2 separate regions of the Hordeum vulgare genome follow, and region 1 is linked to region 2. The links are chromatin contacts, called in public Hi-C maps. All regions are on one chromosome and are shown on one strand. The core of a region is the stretch at or near the end of the contact, and the rest is flanking DNA. Distances in the headings are between cores, read along the strand shown.

Region 1 (6,125 bases), core at 1,447-3,946, 330 kb after region 2:
CAGCAATACAGGAAAAAAAATCTCCCGTTGCAACGCACGGGCATTTGTGCTAGTATTTTCCAAAAATTATTCTAGGTTTTAAAATTTGTTCTTAGTTTCAAAAAATCTTAAGTTTCTATAAATGTTCGTGCTTTAAAAAATTGTTCGCGCTTTGAAATTTTTTAAGAATTTTTCTAAATTGTTCTCGGTTTCAAAATTTGCTCTCAAAATTAAAAACATATTTGTGCTTTATCTTTTTCAAAAAATGTTTGCTTCGAATAAAAAAGAAAAAGGAAAAAAGAAGAAAAAATAGAAAAACACAAAAGGAAAAAGGTAACAGAAGGTAGGAGCTCCCCCATATGGGGGGAGGTCCTAGTCAGCGCCTTCTACGCTGGTTAGGGAAAGTGGCGCGTGCAGAGTTGTTCTTTGGGCTGTTTTCGATATTGCCCATTTACTTCCTTTGACTATTTTGGTCGTTCCTTCGTTTGCCGACTGTTTCGACTGATTCCTTCATCTCTTTGATAGTTTCGTTCGCTCGTTCATTCAATGTCTACTTGAATATGGTTTTTTCGTGCGAAATGACCCTGAATGTGAGTAGTGAGGCATTCTATTGCCTGGAATGGCCGTGAGAATTAAAAACCATGAAACTCATCTACTTGATAATATGAAGAAATTGAGTTCAACAGATTTGACTTAAGCTTTTTATTGACACTATATGATGGAAAGATAATATCTTCTCTGGATTGACAGATTTATAGCATATTTTACCTTTTAACAGTACAACGTGTTTGTTTGGAAGGACATTTTATTTGAATGACCGAAAACCATGTAGAATAGAATTAAAATTATTTACAAAAAACTTTCCCTACTATCAAAGTTAGTCAAAGAAATTGCAAAAAACAAAAATGTTTGTGAATTAATTTATTTTACGGATTTTCAAGAAAAGTTCACGATTTTTTTAAAAAAGTTCATCAATTTTTCAAAAAAAATCACCAAATTATTAAAAGAATTCATGGAATTTTGAAACAAGTTCACCGAGTTTCATTGGATTTGAAAAAAGATCATTGGTGTCAAAAAAGTTCATAGGATATGAAAAAAATTAATCAAACTTGAAACAAGTTCATTGGATTTGAAAAAGGGTTCATCGATTTTGAAAAATAGTTCATCCATTTTAAAATATTTTATCGGATTTAAAAAAAACTTCACGGATTTTCACAAAAAGTTCATCGAATTTTAAAAATGTTCATCAATTTTTTTCAAAAAAGTTCATGGATTTTGACTAAAAGTTCACAAAATTTCAAAAAAGGTAATCAATTTTTAAAATATCTTGGATTTTGACAACAAGTTCATCGAATTTGAAAAATGTCCATCATATTTTTTAAAGAATTTTCAATGGATTTGGAAAAAGTTAACAGAATTTGAAATAGTAAAACAATAAAAAAAATAAAGGGCATTATACATAGATATACTAGGATGGAAGTAATTTTTCAGTAATTGTGAATTGTCCATTTGGTTATTGCAGTTGGAACTCTCATTGACAAGTGAGCAGGTCCTTGGTTTGATCTCTAGCGGCCACATCTTATTTTTTTCTATTTTTAAACAAAAAGAAAAAGGCAGATTGTTCAGCCGCCCCGTTTGCAAAAGAGGGGCTGCGCTCTAGGCGCCGGTTTGCAAAAAAAAAAAAACTAAAACCTGGGCCTGTGGTGGTAAATAGGGTCTGACTCCTATGAGGGAAACCTTATTTGACGCTCTTTGCCTCAAATAGGCGGGGAAACGCACAGGAGCTGCAATCGAGCGACTGGGTTTGGGCAGGCACATTAGCACTTTTACCGATCCCGGTTTTGAAACCTTCTAGAGGTTTCTAGCCGGGTTTTTCGGTTTTCGTAACTTTCTAGAACAGTTTTTCCTTTTTTTGTATTATTTTTTCTTTATTGTTTGCTTCTTTTTTTCTGTTTCTATTTCAAAAAAATCTGGATTTTCAAAAAATATTCTGGAATTTGAAAATTGTTCCGGAATATGAAAAAATAGTCCAGAATTTGAAAAATGTTCCAGAAGTTGAAAAAAACATTCTTGAATTTCAGAAAATGTGCCCAGATTTATAAAATATTCCAGAATATGGAAAAATGTTCCAGAATTTTTATAAAAATGTTTCATATTTTTATATAAATGTTCCAGAATTTCCAAAAATGTGCTGAAATTTTTAGAAAATGTTCCAGATTTTGAAACAATGTTTTAAAAATTTTATAAAAGTTTTTCGGATTTAAAAAAAATGTTTCGGAATTTGAAAATTTGTTCCGGGATTTGAAAAATATTCCATAAATTGGGAAAATGTCTACAAATGTTCGTACTTCTGAAAAATGTTCACCCTTTCAAAACAATGTTTCCTATTTTCAAAAAATATTAATGAGTTCGAAAAAATGTCTGTAGAAGTTAAAAAGTGTTCAATTGTTTTTCTAAAAAAGCTTCTTATATTTGAAAAAACCATTATGTTTTCATAAAAAAAATAATTTTTAAATGAAGTCGAAATTTTAAAAAGGTTCGTCTTTTACAAAATGTAGTAGCTACAATACCATTTGCTCCTTTGTATTTCTTTTTTTTACTGTATTTTCCATCTGTCGCTACCTGTAACTCGCTACTAGGGCGGCCCTGGTCTGACTCGCCCTGTGCGTTTCCTCGGCAGTTGGACGCAGAATGTATCGCATAGGAGCTCCCTCTTATGGGAGCTCCTACCTGCCGTCGGGTAGGTTTTCACTCGCACGCACAGGGTGCAACTCAGCTGGGCCGACCCATCTCGTAAAGTGGAAAAATGCGAAAAATATGAGCGCTAAGGCTGGGATTCAAACCCAAAACATTGAGGTGATGCGTGCGCAGTACTAGCCACTCTGTCCGATAAGCTCATGGTGTAAGTATGCAACACGGCTATTAAAGAAACCAACAAAAGCAATAAAATCTAAACGTGTAGAAAAAACCCTAAAAAATATCCACAATAACACCTAGGAATTTGCAAATCCACTAGCAGCCTGGTCCATAAGAACAATATTCGTGTTTTTGGAATTTATGAACAAAATTCCAAATTTGTGAACAAATTTCTTAAAAACAGAAACACTTTTAATCAATAGGCTTTTTTGGAAAACGTGAATAATTTAAGAAATTCTTCAAAGATTTTTTGAATCTGAAAATAAAATAGAAACCGCGAACGTTTTTTGAATTAAGAACAAATTTGGAAATATGAACAAATTTGAAATTTGTGAACAAAATTATAAAATTATGAATATATTTTTCGACTTTTGAAAAACATTTGAAACCGTGAACATTTTTTGAAATGTAAACAAATTTTGAAACATGAACAAAATTATAAAATTGTGATTTTTTTGAAACCGTAAACACTTTTTGAATTGTGAACTAATTTTGAAACATGAGTATATTAAAAATTCCTGAAAACAATTATAAAATTGTGACATTTTTTGAATTGAGAACAAATTTTGAAACCGTAAACATATTTCGTATTCTGAAGGAATTATGAAACATGAAGAAATTTCAAATTCCTAAAAAAATTATCAAATTGTGAACATTTTTCAAATATGTGAAGAAATACTGAAACCGTGAACACTTTTCGAATTATGGACAAATTTTAAAAACATAAACGAAATTTCAATTCGTGAATCAAATTATCAAATTGCTAACATTTTGCGAATTGTGACCAACAATTTAAACATGAAAAAATTTCAAATTCATACAAAATAATAAAATTATTAACAATTTTTGAATTGTGAATAAATTTTGAAACCGCGAAGATTTTTTGAATTGTGAACAAATTTTGAAACATAAAAAATTTCCAATTCCTGAAAAATAATAAAATTGTGAGCAAATTTTGAGACCGCGAAGATTTTTTTGAATTGTGAAAAAGTTCTGAAACCATGAATATTTTTAAAATTGTGAACAAATTTTAAATATTTTTCAAATTGTGAACAATTTTTGAATATTGTTAAAAAATGAATAAATTTTGAAACTGTGAACATTTGTTAAAAAATAAACTTGACAAAATTAAAATATATAAAAATAGAAATAAATGTAAATAAAAAATAATACAAACAGGAGAGATTTAAAAAAAACAGTTCGGAAAATATTCTAGATTTTTCGAAAACTATAAAAAACCATATGGAAATCGGGTTCCCAAAACCGGGGGCGTTGGAAGTTTAAACGGATCGATCTATTGAGTCGCTGCTCGGTTGTTCACTTGTGCGAAAGTTCGACAATTTGATGCATTGAGCAGTAAATTGGGTATTCCCGCCCTATGTCTCGCAAAAATGAGCACAGGGGCCGCGCGTTGGTGGGAGCCCAACCGCGCGGGAGTCCTTCTTTTTTCCCTTTTCCGTTCTTGTTTTTACTTTCTTTTTTACATTTTTATACTTTAAACTATTGCAGATGTATGTACTAAAAAATACTTTTCAAAAATAAATATGAAAAATGATGAAAACTATTTAAAAATTGTTGAATAAGTATTTGTAATTTTTTGAATAAGTATTTGAACGTTTTGAATAATATTAAAACTTTTGAACAATTGTTTGCCAAAATGTTAAATAAGTGTTAGCTATTGCTCAACGAATATTCAAAAAATGTTGAACACACATTTGAAAATGCTGAATAATTATTCAAATACTGAACACATATTTTCAAATGTTGAGTAAGTATTAAAAAATGTTGAATGTGTACTTTAAAATGTTGAACAAGTATTTGAAAAGTGTTGAATAAGTACCAAAATGTGCAACAACTATTTGAAAAATGTTGAATAAGTGTTCGAACAATGTTGAACTTGTATTGAAAAATGTTAATCAGTTACCAAAAAATAGTTTTTGACAGATACGAAAATGTGGAGTGAAAACAAAAACAGACATGAAAAATAAAAAATAGAGAAGAAAAAAAAACGAAACGAAAAATGGAGAAAAAACAAAATGCAAAATACCAAAGGCAATGAAACAAAAATGTAAGAAAGAATAAAAAAAGTGGAGTAAAATATCAAAGAAACTAAAGGGAAAACAGAAGAAAAAAATGACTCGAGAAGGCCTCAAGTAGGGTGTGCACGAATCCGTTTACATGAAATCTACATTAGTATAGTGGCTAGGAACACTCCGCAACAACGTTGGGACCAATGATCAATACGTGGTGTCGAGGTACGACAATCTATGGGATGAGTGAGGCCCCTTTGCGGTTCAACTATGCTGATCTACACGCATAAAGAGCAACACTACTCAATGCTCAGCTAGGGTTTACCATAGTAGTTATGGACCTCCTTTTATAGGTAAAAGGGGTTACCATAGTGCCTAAAATGGTAAATACACAAGGGAGAATAGTGAATGTTACAATGCTCAAACTATTAACATTCTACAGCAGAAACTACCTAACCCTAACGGACTAGGACATACACATTAAATGCGTCGTCAGGTGTCATGGTGGCAGTGCTCCCCAGCAAGGATGATCTCTCCTTCTGTGTCGTTCGCCCAATTACCTCTTATTTTTTCGCCACTCCATTAAAACAGGTGTCATTAAAGCTGTTGTAAATCTACCGAGACGCCACGTACCCCGACAAGGTTGCCGGAATCGAGGCTCAGAGGACCCAAGAGGTTCAAACTCTCGGGTGCGCGGGCTCCTGTACTCTGCTCTACGGCGCAACCTCATGATGACACTCCGACATATTCGAGGTTAAGGAAGAAGAACAGCGGACACGACAGTTTACCCAGGTTCAGGCCACCTTACGATGTAAGACCCTACTCCTCCTTGTTTTGATCACTTCAGGGTGAGGGGGAATAGAAATGTGTGTTCTTGCTAGCTCTCAAGTTCCTCGTCCCCTCTCTACGCATGCATTTTGCCCTGTCTTATACTGGCCCAGGTCCTCTTCCCCCTCGGAAACACAAGGCGAAAAGGGTTGCCGTAATGGACATTTCGCAAGGGGACAGGGCTGCGCACTACCGTGACTAAAGTGGTCTTCTCCTGCAAAGGCTTCCTGTCATGACACACTGGTGGACCCGGGGATGACCTCCCTCCTAGTGAGCCCTTGGTCCTGGTCTTCTTGCACTGGAGAGGAAAACTTTAGGGGTTTCTTCAGGAACTCGCGGTGGCCCTGCTCCCTTAGCAAAAAAGGGGAAAGC
Region 2 (6,092 bases), core at 607-3,106:
GCGGCTAGAGGGCGCGGTGTTGCAAGGGACACACGGCTTAGTGCCGAGCTGTATCCAACTTGGCGCTGACGCAGTTGCATCTCGCACAACGGAGAACTTTGTCGGTCATCATGGCTAACTGGGGTATCATGCTCGCGTTTGTTGTAACCGTTGACAAAAAAAAGCTTAAAAGGTATATGAAAAATGTTTCAACCGCCAATAGAGAAAGCTTCAACCAGACACTCCGCTCATCCAATTAACTCCACTCCGACGAGCCGAACCTTCACCCTGAAAGCTGCAACCGTTGTCTAATTTTGTTACTATCGGCAACGGATTTGGCTACATCTGTCACAGCGGAGGTGTGGTCTACTACGGTGATGTTTTTTTTGCTGCAACTTCCCTCGGATTTGCCACAACTGAAGAGGTATTTTGTAACATGCATCATGACAGAGCTGGGACCGACGACGAGGGCCGCGAACGACGGTGAGGGGCGGCGACTAGGGATGACCGACGGTGAGAGAAGATGAGGAGGCGAGGCGTGGGGTGCAGCGTGTGCGGGGGCGGCGTCCTCCTTTTTCTCTCTTTCTTTTATGTGGGAGGTTGAAGATGAGATGCGGAAGAGGAGGACGGAGATCTGACAGCTACGCGCGTGCAAATCGGACGGATTCAGGTTGACCGACCGAAATATTGGACCGACGCCAGCACAGAGCGTTATCCATTATTCCTTTTATTTCACTAGCAAAAGGGCCCGTGCGTTATAACGGAAGAAGAAAAAAACCATGCACTCTTAATTTATAAAAAAATGGTCTATAATCTTAGACTTCGTAGTTACGGCACAAACAGATATGATCTTACCCTACAAAAGTTCAGTTCAAGATTTCACAAGTCTTCTATTTTGACACGGTTTGCATGTAGATTTAATACATATAAAGAAACGGGCAACTGACCATCAATTTCATCTTCAATCCTGATTTTGTTAACGTGTTCATCCTCAATCCGGGTTACTACCGGTATGAAAGAAATACGAATAATGAATTATTTATTAAAATTGCACCCTAGATAATATTTTTATTAAATGTTTAACATGTAAAATAACATCATATTCAAATTCTACATATTTACGGTTTAGAAAATATGAGTATTTTAAAAAACATTTAATATGTATCGCGGGTTTAATGTTGAAAACATCAGGGGTTTTTCTATAAAATAGCAAGACGGACTATGAATACCTATTTCGTTTATTAGTAGGTATAGATTTAAAAAAATGTTTTATATTACGAGACGGAGGAAGTAGCTTGTACTGTAGTAATCAAGCTGTCTGAGCCAGTGACGTTGTAGAAGGACCACAGGTAAAGATAAGTTTTTTTTTCTCTCATCGTGAGGCACACAACAACAGGTGAAAGAAAGCGGGGAAACAAAAGCGAAACATTCTCTGAAGAATGGAAATAAAGAGGGGCGCATCAGGAATGGCGGCCTCTTTAGTTTCCCACCGTGAACGCGAGGAATCACAGCTGGTGGCAAGCCAAGAAATCGTTCCCCTTTCGTCTCCCCGTGATCGGAATAATATGGTAATCGGCGATCGCAATGGTCAGCGAATCCAGTTCTGTCCTGCCCGCCCTCTTCTAGCTCGATCTTGAGCCGTCAGCAGAGCGCCGTGTTGCTTTCCCTCCAGCTCCCGTCCGGGTGCCCTCGCTCGTGAACGGCGTTGTCGCTGAGCATCCTGGTGTGCTCCGTTTGACAGCCCCTATATTGGTCTTCTCTTCTGTGTTATATAAATAGGTAGACACGCGCCTGCTTCCTGTCAGATTACCGAGCTGATCGCTAGCAGCACTGCAGCAGTCGCTCCCCTGTTCCGGCGTCGCCGTCTGTAAAACTCTCGACCTCCAAGGCGCTTCTGGGCTTTGTTTGGACTACGGAACATGGTACCGCATCTCTTACTGTCTGATCGTGATCACTAGCTAGCTAGCCTGTACTCCCTCTGTCCCAAAATAACTGTCTCAACTTTGTACTAACTCTAGTACAAAATTGTACTAAGCTTAAGACACTTATTTTGGGAAGAAGGGAGTATTTTTCTCCTAGAACTGCTGGAGGTTACTAAGTTTATAAAGTTAGTATAAAATTGCGTCATTTATCTTGGGACGGAGGAAGTAGTCAGTAGCATGCTTGTGTTCTTCAGGGATGTTGTTTCAGAATTGTTCATGTCCAAAATTGTCATGTTTTTTTTTTGCGAGATCCAAAATTGTCATGTTAACTTGTTAAATCACTGAGATCAAAATCACTTCATAAGTATGAACTAGTATCTGCATAAAAACATTCTGAATGTCACAAATTTCTAGGTAGAATAGAATAACTGTTTTGTGTGTTTGCGACACTTTTTTTCTTACTTTTCATGTTCCATAGAGCCTTGCAAGCTTAAGCGGGAAGGACCCAAATGCTTCCAGCGCTCCGTCAGCGCTCCGAAGCATAACGAGGTCCGTCGACAGAAACGGCCATAGGTACGCGGACGGCAATGAAATGGTTCTTGCAAAGGAGCAGAATCCTAATGGATCACGCATTGCAACCCTCTCCAACAAGGTAATCCAGGCAGACTGAAAGCTTGTAATCAGTTACAGTCTGTATAAGTGATAGCTGCAATCAAGTTAACATCCATTACTTGTAACATCTTGCTCCACAGATGGTGTCATTTCCTAGCTTCATCTCAGACAACGGGACTATGACCATAAGCACTCCCGTGAGGTTCGGTCCATGGGGCGGCACCGGCGGCACCATATTCGACGACGGCATATTCACCGGCGTCCGGCAGATCAACATCACGCGGGGGCTGGGAATATCCTCCATGAAGGTCCTCTACGACCGCAACGGGCAGGCGATCTGGGGCGACAAGCGCGGCTCCAGCGGGGCGGCTAGACCCGAAAAGGTAACGCAATTTCTTCTTCAGAGTTCAGAGCTTCAGTTTCAGAGCATCGATGAGTTTCAGACTTTTGTTGAAGGGGAGTTTTGTTTGGGCAGATCATATTCGACTTCCCGACGGAGATCCTGACCCACGTCACCGGGTACTTCGGGCCGACGATGATCATGGGCCCGACGGCGATCAAGTCCATCACCTTCCACACGACGAAGAAGAGCCATGGGCCGTTCGGGGACGAGACCGGCACCTTCTTCTCCAGCTGCCTGACGGAAGGGAGGATCGTGGGGTTCCACGGCAGGGGAGCGTGGTACGTCGACAGCATCGGGGTCCATGTCCTGGAAGGCAAGGTGCTGTCGGAGAAATCCGCCGGCACGACCCCGTTGGGCGACATGCTTGCGTTGCCCATGAGGGAGATCGGGGACGAGGTAAAGTAACACCGATCTTTCGAGTGAACAATGTTTGGTATAGCACTGAGACAAGAATGTGTCTGAGATTGTGGAGGGTTCATCTTGCAGGTTACGTACGGCGTGGTGAAAGAACCGATACCGATAGGGCCCGGGCCGTGGGGAGGGGAGGGAGGCAAGCCGTGGGACGATGGCGTCTACACGGGCATCAAGCAGATCTACGTAACCAGAGACGATTTCATCGCCTCCATACAGATCGAGTACGACAGGAGCGGGCAGTCCGTGTGGTCTACCAGGCACGGCAACGGCGGCCAGATCACGCACAGGGTGAGCACAGCAGACAATCAACAGCCATCTCTTTTGCAGAGTACGCTTTGCTGATCGTCATTTGACCGAATGCATGCGCAGATCAAGCTGGACTACCCGCACGAGGTGCTGACCTGCGTATACGGCTACTACAACACCTGCGTGGGGGAAGGGCCCAGGGTTCTGAGGTCGATCACCGTCGTCAGCAGCCGGGGCAAGTACGGGCCGTTCGGCGACGAGGTCGGGACCTACTTCACCTCCGCCACGACGCAGGGGAAGGTGGTCGGCTTCCACGGCCGGAGCGCCATGTACCTGGACGCCATCGGGGTGCACATGCAGCACTGGCTGGGAGACAGGAACACCGCCATTGCCGCCAGACCTAAGGCCAGCTCCATTCCCAAGATCGTCGGCCCAAACCCCAAGAGTACTGGTTCGGATAATCCCAGGGCTGGGTCTGGTACCAAGTACTATGTCTCCAGGTATCTCTTTTGATTTTGCCGCACCTACCGGTGGCGCCAAGACTGTTTTCCGGGCAGGTCCTGCTCCGCCTCCGATCCAGGCGCAAGTTCAGTTTGCAGGAGAGTGTTTTTGCTTCTTTTTTCTGTTTCATTTGTTACTCGTGGATGGTGCTGTGAACGTGTGGTGTGTTATCTTGTATCGAAAGCAGAGTTTATACAACCGGGAACGGAGTATCAGAATCACAAGACTGGTTAAAAGGAGCAGCTCGCACATTCAGATGACATGATCGTGCGCAAAGAGGTTTCTGACGGCAGTGCTAGTGAGAAATCCACCACAAATTGCATTAACATTAGCGCAACCAGTGGTCAACTCTCGAAATAGACTTCGCCCAATAAAACAACCACCAAGTACATTCAACAAGTACGCCATCACCAGATAAAAAAAGTTTGCTCGGGCATTAGTACTGTTAGAGTAAAACGAGATTGAATGAAAGTGAATGGACGATTAGTCCTGATTTCTATTGATTCTCAAGTATATATACATCTGGAAGAGGTGCGAAGAAGAGGTGTCTGTTCGGAGGCATCCCTCCAGAACAGGTGCCTGTTGGCAATAGAGAGAGAGAGGAGACATGACTGTTCGGGGTTGGACACATCCCTTGGCTAATTAATCTACTAATTAATTTCTAACACTCCCCCTTGTACAACACCGCTCCTTGAATGTTTCATCGTTGAAAGCATCTTGCATATAGATCTTCCATCTTGAGAAATCTTCCAGATAATCTTGAGAGTCTCCCCCAAAAACCCAGTGGGAAAAATATGAGGAGAATAGAGTAGATATGTTGCTATAACTCCTTCAAACCCAGTGGGAAAAATAAGGAGAAAATGATGCAACATATGATGATCATTGTCTTTTGATAACTCATATGAGAAAACCTTTGAAGAAGGAGAAAACTCATTGATAAGTTTAGAAAACAATTAATATGTCTTGAATACTTCCTTTAAAAACCCTAGCAGGGAAAATAGAAAGTATGACATATGATCTTTGAGAAGATATTGCCTCACTAAAAACCATTATGAGAAACTTGAGAGAAAACTCATAAGGGAAAAAGTGCAATCGTACATGTCATTGAAAACTCCTTTAAAACCCAGTGGGAAAAATATAAGGAGAAAATGATATGGCATATATAGATACTTGTGTTTATATTATCTCGTTAAAAACCTTTTATGAGAAACCGTTAGGGAAAACTCATCAAGGGAAAAAGAGTACAATATATGCAATCTGATGATTGTTAATAGGTTATAGTTTGGGCGATTACTTCCCCTGAACTTTGCAAATATGGAGGATGTCTCGTACCATTACCATTGACATGAACATGAGATTGTGTATAATCTGTTGGATTATAATAATATTTTGTTTGCAAATTATTTCCTCAATTTTCTATAATCCGTGAGGATAAGTAATTTCCGAGCAATGTGATTTATGATATTTCTCTTCATATAACCTATAGGTATTGAGTAACACAAGTGGAAGAATCTTGATAAATCAAGTTATGTGATTCTGATGAATCTCAACCACATGATTTTGAGTGTAGTTAACCATTCCACTAAGTTATGCATATTTTGCAATGCCTTTAGATAAAGCAATTATGTTAGAATGATAATTGGAAATAATCATTAAAATCTATTTATATGACTTCCATGTGAAGGCTATTCGAGCAAATTCAGTCATTGATATGGCGTCATTGGGATCAAATAATAAGCCAATATCATTACATCATATCATGGTCATATCTTCTATTTCTTGATGAAAATATCCAAGATTTACTATAATCTTCAGATGTAAGATGATAGTACTTATATCAACCATATACCTTTTGTTGGGAGTTGCACTCTAAATAAAGATAGCAAATATAGTGTCAGGCCTGACGTAGTTTGCAAGTATACGAGTGCTTTGACATTAGTGAAATATAGAACTTCAGGTCCTAGTATCACTTCATTATCACCCCTAGGTATGAATGGATTTGTACCTTATCAAAG

The links. Hi-C and Micro-C count contacts between places; a contact is called where the count stands out from the background.
Region 1: a Hi-C map of leaf shows a contact between it and region 2, with 3 times the contacts expected there. The contact joins the enhancer-like site here to the promoter of LOC123440321 in region 2. A contact is called at or near these places in 3 of 6 Hi-C or Micro-C datasets (leaf and seedling).

What each region holds. Positions count from the first base shown.
Region 1 is chr3H:508,005,290-508,011,414 of MorexV3_pseudomolecules_assembly, forward strand. No RefSeq gene overlaps it. Among protein-coding and RNA genes, the nearest start is that of LOC123440322, 42 kb to the right of the region's middle. Within about 2 kb of position 2,697, at least 3 of the 3 cell types and tissues checked have open chromatin away from gene starts, as enhancers often do. A contact at or near this core is called in leaf and seedling, where this site is marked.
Region 2 is chr3H:507,679,962-507,686,053 of MorexV3_pseudomolecules_assembly, forward strand. It overlaps LOC123440321 (jacalin-related lectin 3-like), which reads left to right and starts at 1,857. Exons shown (of 6, transcript XM_045116896.1): 1 at 1,857-1,901; 2 at 2,380-2,553; 3 at 2,654-2,896; 4 at 2,989-3,312; 5 at 3,403-3,618; 6 at 3,700-4,301. The coding sequence starts at 1,857. The coding sequence ends at 4,089.